Linked DNA regions of Triticum aestivum: region 1 is linked to region 2. The links are chromatin contacts, called in public Hi-C maps. All regions are on one chromosome and are shown on one strand. The core of a region is the stretch at or near the end of the contact, and the rest is flanking DNA. Distances in the headings are between cores, read along the strand shown. Region 1 has its middle 570 kb from the start of LOC123091921. Region 2 has its middle 14 kb from the start of LOC123091921.

Evidence for each region. A called contact is a pair of places that touch in the nucleus more often than the background predicts.
Region 1: a contact with region 2 is called in a Hi-C map of leaf, with 3 times the contacts expected there. The contact joins two enhancer-like sites. A contact is called at or near these places in 2 of 5 Hi-C or Micro-C datasets (both in leaf).

The regions. Positions count from the first base shown.
Region 1 is chr4B:247,741,150-247,745,123 of IWGSC CS RefSeq v2.1, forward strand. No RefSeq gene overlaps it. Among protein-coding and RNA genes, the nearest start is that of LOC123091921, 570 kb to the left of the region's middle. Within about 2 kb of position 1,587, at least 5 of the 8 cell types and tissues checked have an H3K27ac peak or open chromatin away from gene starts, as enhancers often do. A contact at or near this core is called in leaf, where this site is marked.
Region 2 is chr4B:247,189,769-247,193,806 of IWGSC CS RefSeq v2.1, forward strand. No RefSeq gene overlaps it. Among protein-coding and RNA genes, the nearest start is that of LOC123091921, 14 kb to the left of the region's middle. Within about 2 kb of position 1,418, at least 5 of the 8 cell types and tissues checked have an H3K27ac peak or open chromatin away from gene starts, as enhancers often do. A contact at or near this core is called in leaf, where this site is marked.

The sequences.
Region 1 (3,974 bases), core at 337-2,836, 550 kb after region 2:
GCGATGACGCACAGACGGCCGAGTTGCGACGCACGGGCGGCTGAGCGCCAATGATCCGGTTTGGTCCGTGTGAGCTAGTCCCATCCGAGTGACCACGCTGACTAGAGGGAGTTGCTGCCGAGTGAATGTTGCCAGAGTGAGTATGCGCCCGCGCTGCGTCGGGAAGGCGATACATGAGGATGAGCTACCGAGGACCCCCGGAAGCTGCTACCGAACCATTGACATGAGGGAGAAACTGTTGAGCATGGCAGCATGGCCAACTCCTGGTCCCCATGCCGCATGGGGTTCGTGCCTCCGGCGTGGGAGACGCTATCCTGTGCAAGGGTGGAGCAAGCTTCTGGTTGCCGTGGTGTGGTGTTGGCTTCATCATACAGGCTATCGGCAAGCACTTGGATTCAGACCGAGGAACCGCCGGGCCGTCGTGCCGGAGGCCAACGATCCACAGGAATACGCGAATGCCTACCGTTACCATTCACTGATGGGGTTTCCCACGTCTGAAACATGTACGTGCATGCAGGAGGCAGTAATTTGGCAAGAGTTAAGGCCGTAAATGCATCCAAGGGAAGTTTCCTTTTCCCACGACCATTTATCCCCTGCATGCAGGAAATAAATGGGAAGGAATTAAGGTTAGACGGAGAGTTAAAGGCGGGAGACAGAGCTCCCTGGTCGGCCATGGCGGTGGTCGCGGCTTTGGCATAGACCCAACATGAGGTGAGGCGGCCCGCGAAAAATCCGAGTGCGGGACGATGCTCTCCTATGAGGCCGCATCCGTGCGGAGCTACGCCGGGCCTGAGGCTCCCCGTGAAGGTCACCGCCGAGCTTTCGGCCCCATTCTCACCGCCGAGCCGTCATGGAGGCATGGCCACATCTGTCGAGGATGAAGCACTTCTTGCCGGCTCCTTCCCTTTGTCGCTCTGGGAGTCGGCCGGCCAGTTGGGACTACCCAGCCAACGCAGAAGCTGCGACCAAGCCACCAATCGAAAGGAGGAGCAGCACACTGCCAGGCGCAGCGATCCGTTGGGACGATGGAGGCAGATGTCGAAGAGCGGAGCCACCGTGTGTACACGCCTCCGTCGTGCAGATGATGCCAGAGCAAGGAGCATTGCGGCGTCAGATGCAGCACTTCGTTGGATAACGAGGCCGCCGTGTGTGTGTCGTTAATATCACCCCCTGCCTCTGTGCTGCGTTAGTTCTGCGCGAGATGACCACCTGAACCGATGCATGTTACTGTTTGATTCTTGTACAATGTACATGCTTGAATCGATTGACATGATGTCCAGTGAAGATGTATCTTTTCTCCTGCTTTTTTGATGCTTCCGTTACTCGCTGCAGAGATGAACAGTAGGAAACTTTACCTAATAATAAAAAAACTGGGTTTCTGGTCGTATGTCACGGAATTTGCCACTAGAGTTCACATAATTTACCCGCGCATGCCCCTGGTAACAGCAAAAAAATGATTCTTTTTTTAGTCGGTCATTGGTTTTGGTTCAATAACGTCTGATCCCCCAGCAAACGTCAGGGGCGTGGCCGCCCTATTGGCTGGACTCTCGCTCTTCCACCTAGAAGACCCAGGTTCGATCCCCTATCTGCCCCTTTTCTCAATTACTCCCTTTTTGCTCCCCCTTTTCTCTAGACAGATGCCCAATTGGGCCGGCCCAGAGCGGCCTTTAGCACTTATTTTTCTTACATTTTTTTACATACGTTCTGTATTTTTTCTTTTGGCTTTATTTCGAAATACTATGAATATTTTAATCATAAAAATCAGTTATATGCAGACTTTGAAAGAATGTTAATCATGCACTAAAGAAATGTCAAACATGTATAGAAAGAATGTTTCCATTATATACAAAAAAGAACAGTGCGTATAGAAAAATAGTACTATAATTTGTCATTCTTTAATAAATGTTAATCATATATTTAAGAACGTCAAATGTGCATACAAAAAATGTTTTTGATGTATAAGAAAAATGTATAGAAACATATATAATGTGTATGGAACAAAGTAGACATAAAAAAATAAGTTTTCAAAAATAGTATCATGTATTTGGACTATGTTAAACGTGTATATAAAAAATATTCCTGATGTATACAAAAAATGTAGAATGTGTATAAAAAGTAGACATAAAAAATAAATATGTTTTAAAAAATGTTGACCATGAAATTGGAAAGTATTAAATGTGTATATATAAAATGTTTCTTATGTATAAAAAATGTACAATGTTGCTGATACAAGCTTTACATAAACCAATGGCTTGACTTTAATTTTCATATTGTTTTAATTTTTTTCATTTTTTGAGAATATCAATGTTGATATGCAACCTTGAACATTTGATATGCATGTCCTTACAAATTGATTGTTTTTTATGGAGCTGTCTAATATGTTTGCAACCAAATTAAGATTTGACTTGGATTACAAAAAAAGCACATATATAAAGGAGGCAAAAATAATGCTCTTATGCATATGCTATCATTAAATAATAAAATATACTTTGCTATTTTCATCATAATGCAAATATTTGTTGGGCATCAGTGAGGAGGAACGACACCAAATGTGTAAAGATATACCTACAACTAGATAGATATTTATATTGTCTAAATTGGAAACACCTTGAATACACTTCAAAAATCATCACGTCTGTATGTTCTCGCGCAACATCACTTATCATATTGTTTTTCATGCGGCAACGTGCATGATTTCAAGAGATTTGCTGATGTATCGAGAGTGTGTATGAGAGGTATTTTTTTTCTCCTGTTGCAACGCACGAGCATGTTTGCTAGTAGAAAATAAACATAGATGAATAAATAAAAAACCATCTGCATCATGGCTCGATAGACGCCATGCCCCACGGTGGGCGCCAACTGTCGTGGGAACGATTCCGACAATAAAAAGGATAGGGTAAAGCAGCATGATCTACCGAGATGCATATGGGTGACACTGTGGTTTTAGCGAGTTCCGGCCTCTTGCAATGGAGATAACAACCCTCGTCTCGTGCTCCAGAGAGGCTTTGTTTTATCTGAGTATGTATCCGGAGATTACAATGAGAGAGATAGGAGAACAGATCCCTATGCCAGAGCTAAGTCCTGAAACTAATGGCGAGAGAGTTGAGGGAGAAGAATGCGAACGAGCCTAGTCTAGTGGTGAAGGGGTGGTGCAGTCTATATAAGGCATCCCCACCACTAGACTAGGCAGGTTCTCATTCTCCCTCGACTCTCTTGCCATTTGTCTTGTTAGAATAAATCCGAGGCATACCGTCGATCATCCGAGGACCAAGCAATCACAGGAGTACGACACCGAGATTTGTTAACGAGCTTCACCGATATGGCTAAATCCCCGGGGTCTGCCTATGGGCGCTCCTCCCCATGACACCGCTACAATACCGCACTCGGTCGCCCTAGGCGCCGTCACATGCCACCGGCTTCCCCTGCATTCCTGGGCTATTATGTTGGCATAGGTTACATCGTGTGTCTAGCTTCGCTATATATGAGAGGCCTAGGATACAATTGTCCGACTTGGACACGACTCCATATCCTATCTAAACACAATACAACTACAAGTCCAATTGTAACCTACCTTGTACACTATATTCGACACAACTCCAACAAACTCCACCTTGGTGAATATACTCCACCACCCTGGATTTGTCCATGCGTCAAACTTCCATTTACATTGGACTTGAGCTTATCCCATGAGTATCGCAGCTACTCCAAAGACTCCATGCGACTCCGCCTGCAACTTGTAGTCCCTTCTTTTCTTGGCCACAGTCAACACTCGAGCAAAACTAAATTCCTTGTTACTCTAGTTTATGCTCCCAACTTCCAGAGTATCCGTCCAATGCCATCACACACTGATCACTGACCTGCGTGAAAGTGAACAACTCACATATTGGGTGTCATACATAAGAGTTACCTGAACTCAACATCACCGCTCCTTTCTTGACCGCCTGTCTGAAACATGAAGAAATTTCACAGTTTCT
Region 2 (4,038 bases), core at 168-2,667:
ATGCATGTAATCTTGTAATATGTTTCATATGTGTGTCAATTGGCAAGGTACTTCCAAGGGTTAGCTAACTGTCAGTCAAAGGAAACCGATGCAAATAGCAAAAGACCCTCCTGGTACGTTGGGATCCCAACCCAGTGAAAAATTACCCAAGGGTGCTAATATTACTGTTATGTCAACTCCAACATGCTTATGATAATTGTACTAACTCTCTCATACGTTATATGTTAGTATTGTGTTTGTGTTATTTTCGCTATTTGGTTCCTAATTTTTGATCCACGGGCAGAACGTAGATTACATGATTTTGATAATGCCTACTAAATATAGCTTGAATATGTTACCATTGTATACAATTATTACTTTTATCTTGAAAACAATTTATTACGCTTGAAACCTTGGATACTCAAATTAAGTATTCTAATGCAAAAAAAAAAGAAATCAATAATGAAAAGAGTGTGTGTGTGTGTGTGTGGGGGGGGGGGGGGGGGGGGGGGGGGGGGCGTGGAGGGGTCTACCGCGATGTGAAATATATTAGACTACATGCTTACGTGTTTGAAAATCAAGGTGTGTGCTGAGTGGAGGTGAAACGGGATTGCAAATTGGATGTTCCATTGACATGGATGGAGTGGATTTTTACGGGGTGAGGAGGGGATGGGCGGAGAAAGTGGATAGAGGAGGAGGAACAACTGTGAAAAAAGTCAATAGTGTTGCATGACACCTAAAAGTATAACATGATTGGTGTTGAACCAATAAAATATACCTTCGTGCAACGCACGGGCAATTAACTACTCCCTCTGTAAACTAATATAAGAGCGTTTAGATCACTATTTTAGTATTCTAAACGCTGTTATATTAGTTTACGGAGGGAGTAGTATTCTAAAAAGTGCGAACACACACAGATTCTGTCACTGCCTCACTCTCTTCCTCTCTTATCTCGCCGAACGCTTTCTCGGCTGCTAGTCAGCACCATGGTCCGATGGTTTGATCCCTCCGCCGCCGTAGAACCTCCCGCACCGCTGTGTAGGCGCCGAGGCCGCGCGCCCGTAGGTCTGCTATCCTCCACGGCCGAATTCGACTTGGATGGGTAGAAGAGCTCGCTGTCTGGATCTGGGTGGCATAACCTCCCGCAGGGTTGATCGAGGGAGAAGCCGTCGAACATCTTGCGGCCTGCGCCGCCGCAGGTCGGCTGCTCCCGTCGGCCGCATGCCTCAGTCCCCGGCCGCCGCGCTGCGCTGTGCCGCTGCTGACTCTCCCGCTCGCCGCCTCATCTCCTTGGTCTTCCTTCTCATCCGCATCCTGCCGCAGTTTCACCTCCTTCCGCATGACATAGGAGGTGTTGCAGTGAGGATACAGAACAGTCTAGCACTGGTGAGCTTCCATATTCTAATACAAGATTACTGTGTGGCGAAAGAGCTCCTTCACGGGCGCGCGTCGCAACGCGCGACCTTCCTTTCATGTATGTGATGCCGACAAGGTCTGGTACAGGCCCACTATGTGGCCAAGAAGTCAAACGTGCAGAGGCATGCACGGGAGCCGCTGGCACATGCATCTCTCTCGTAGTATAATTTTCTCCCCCCCTGATTTTCACGGGTGGGGCCCGGTGTGGTTTTTTATTTCTTTGATTTTCGGTGGTGTTCGTTCAGGATGTATATATATGTGTTCTTGAATCTGGTTGATTCTGAATGGATCTTGATGAATGAATTGGGGAATTACGTGCTGACAAGTCTTATATTAGCATCTATGCATTTTATTCAGAGTTCGGGATCTGAATGGATCTGGATTTTTATTCAGGTTATTAAAGCTAAAGGGCACACTTTATTTGAAATCTTACGTGCTGACAATTCAGGCTACATGAGCTTGCATGCATCAGTTTTAATATGCATAACATCAACCGAATTAAAACCGAAGGTTACATCCACTTCCGTTTAGTACACTTCATTTGATGTTGAATGCATCCAAAGTGTACCATTCAGGCTACATGAGGTTCTATGCATCAGATTAAAACCTGAATTTCTCATGCATTGACAATTCAGTAGATGTTGAATGGATCTGGATGAATGAAGTGTGCTAACATGTGTACCCTTTCCACATTAAAACTGGAGCACATAAATCTTATGTTATTTGAAACTGGCTAAACTCCTGCTCAGTGGATCATTGACTAACCCGGTTCAATTTAATGGTCAGATTGATATTGTTGTTCAGAACAAACAATATTATAGTTTGCGCAGAATTCTATCCATCGACGCCAAAATTCAGAATCCTATGGTTCTCTAGATATTAAAAATTGCATCTATAGGTAGCTCCTAATCTTCATTGTGTTATTGGACAGATTTTTTTTTTACTTTTGTACCTGATATTTCTGTCATCATCTGGAACCCTCGTTACTATATATACCATAAATTATTTTTGCACAGTTGTATACCTTGTACCGCCGATTACTATATTTTACTTCTTTCTTGGGATAAAACACCTTCTAGAAATAGCAATCTGTTGTGGATATCTTCACGAATTAAGAAGCGAATGACGGCTCTCGATTCGCACTCAGTTACGGGCAATATTCTCGTGCCAGAGATGGATCAGATTGAGGTTCATTGTGAGGCAGCTACGGTGGAGCAAGATGATACGGAGGAAGGGGGGAGTCGCAAGGAAGAGGCGATCATGATACCTAGTCTGGAGCAGCCACAGGGCCTCTCCATTCAAATCCCTCGTCGGCGTGATACTAGCCAGAGTCCTGCTCGTACTCCTATTGCCGTGCCTTTGGCTGAGCACGAGTAACTTCCGCCTGCGATAGCCGGCCCTCTGTTTGCAGAGGAGACACTGATGCAAGGCCTCGGGCTCACCCCTGCCCCGTCAATACTGGGACCAAGGCCTGCAACTTCTGCACCGACACGTAGAAAGAAGACGCTCCCGCCAAACTTTACCCCAAGGAGAAGCGCTCGGCTGTGCAAGGCTGCAGGAGGGACTAATCTGGGGCCGGTGCGGCGCGCCCAGGCTGTTTTGCTCCGTAAAATGGGAGTTATTCAGGCAGAAGAGCAGGTATCTGATGAAGCCCTGGAAGAATACATCAAGCTTTTTGACAAGCCATTGGCGCCGCATCATGTCAAGGCGGTGATAGCTCTCTCTGCCCCGGATGAAGTCGACTTTGATTAACCAATGCAGCCAGAATTCAGCGCATTCTATCTTCCTAAGGCCGTGGAGCCCTGTGGCGCGTAGGTGTGTGTGGGGCTTTAGTGTTTTTTTTTCTGTTTATGATATGGAGATGTCCCTAGTTGTGTTGGTTTGGAATGTAAGGAGGCTTAATAACCCGGCGAGGAGGTGTTCCATCAGACTATTCTCGCAATCCTACAACATCTCTCTAGTGTGCTTTCAAGAATCTAAATTGGCTTTGGTGAATGGTGCGGTGGTGTGTGAAACTCTAGGCCCTGCCTTTGATGGTTTTGATTATCTGCCGGCTGATGACACAAGAGGGGGAATTATTTAGCCTGGAAATCTGATAAGCTATGGCTTTCTAACATTCAGAAGGATGAGTTCATGATTTCTGCTCGTGTACTCTCTCTTGAGGATGGTAAAGAATGGATGGTGTCATCAGTATACGTGCCACAAGGCCAGGATGATAAATTGCGTTTCCTGGAATAGCTAGTGCTTTTTGTCGAGCAAGTGCACATGCCTTGGATTATAACTGGGGATTTCAACTTGACATGCTCGGAGTTGGAGCGCAGCTCAGAGAGAGGTAACAGGAGGCTCATGTCCAAATTTAGACACTCTATTAACAAGCTGGGTCTGCATGATATGCCAATGATGGGTAGGCGATACACTTGATGCAATCAACAAGAACAACCCATAATGGCAGGCTGGACAAAGTGCTATTCAACAATGCTTGGGAAGATCTGCTCCCCATAAGTGATCTCATCCCACTTAGTTCTAATATCTCGGATCACACGCCACTGCTGCTCACTTGTTCGACGGCTAGGCCGCGGGCTGGCCGTTTCTGGTTTGAGAACTTCTGGTTAATATCAAGCTTCCTGGGTTCATGGAGGTAGT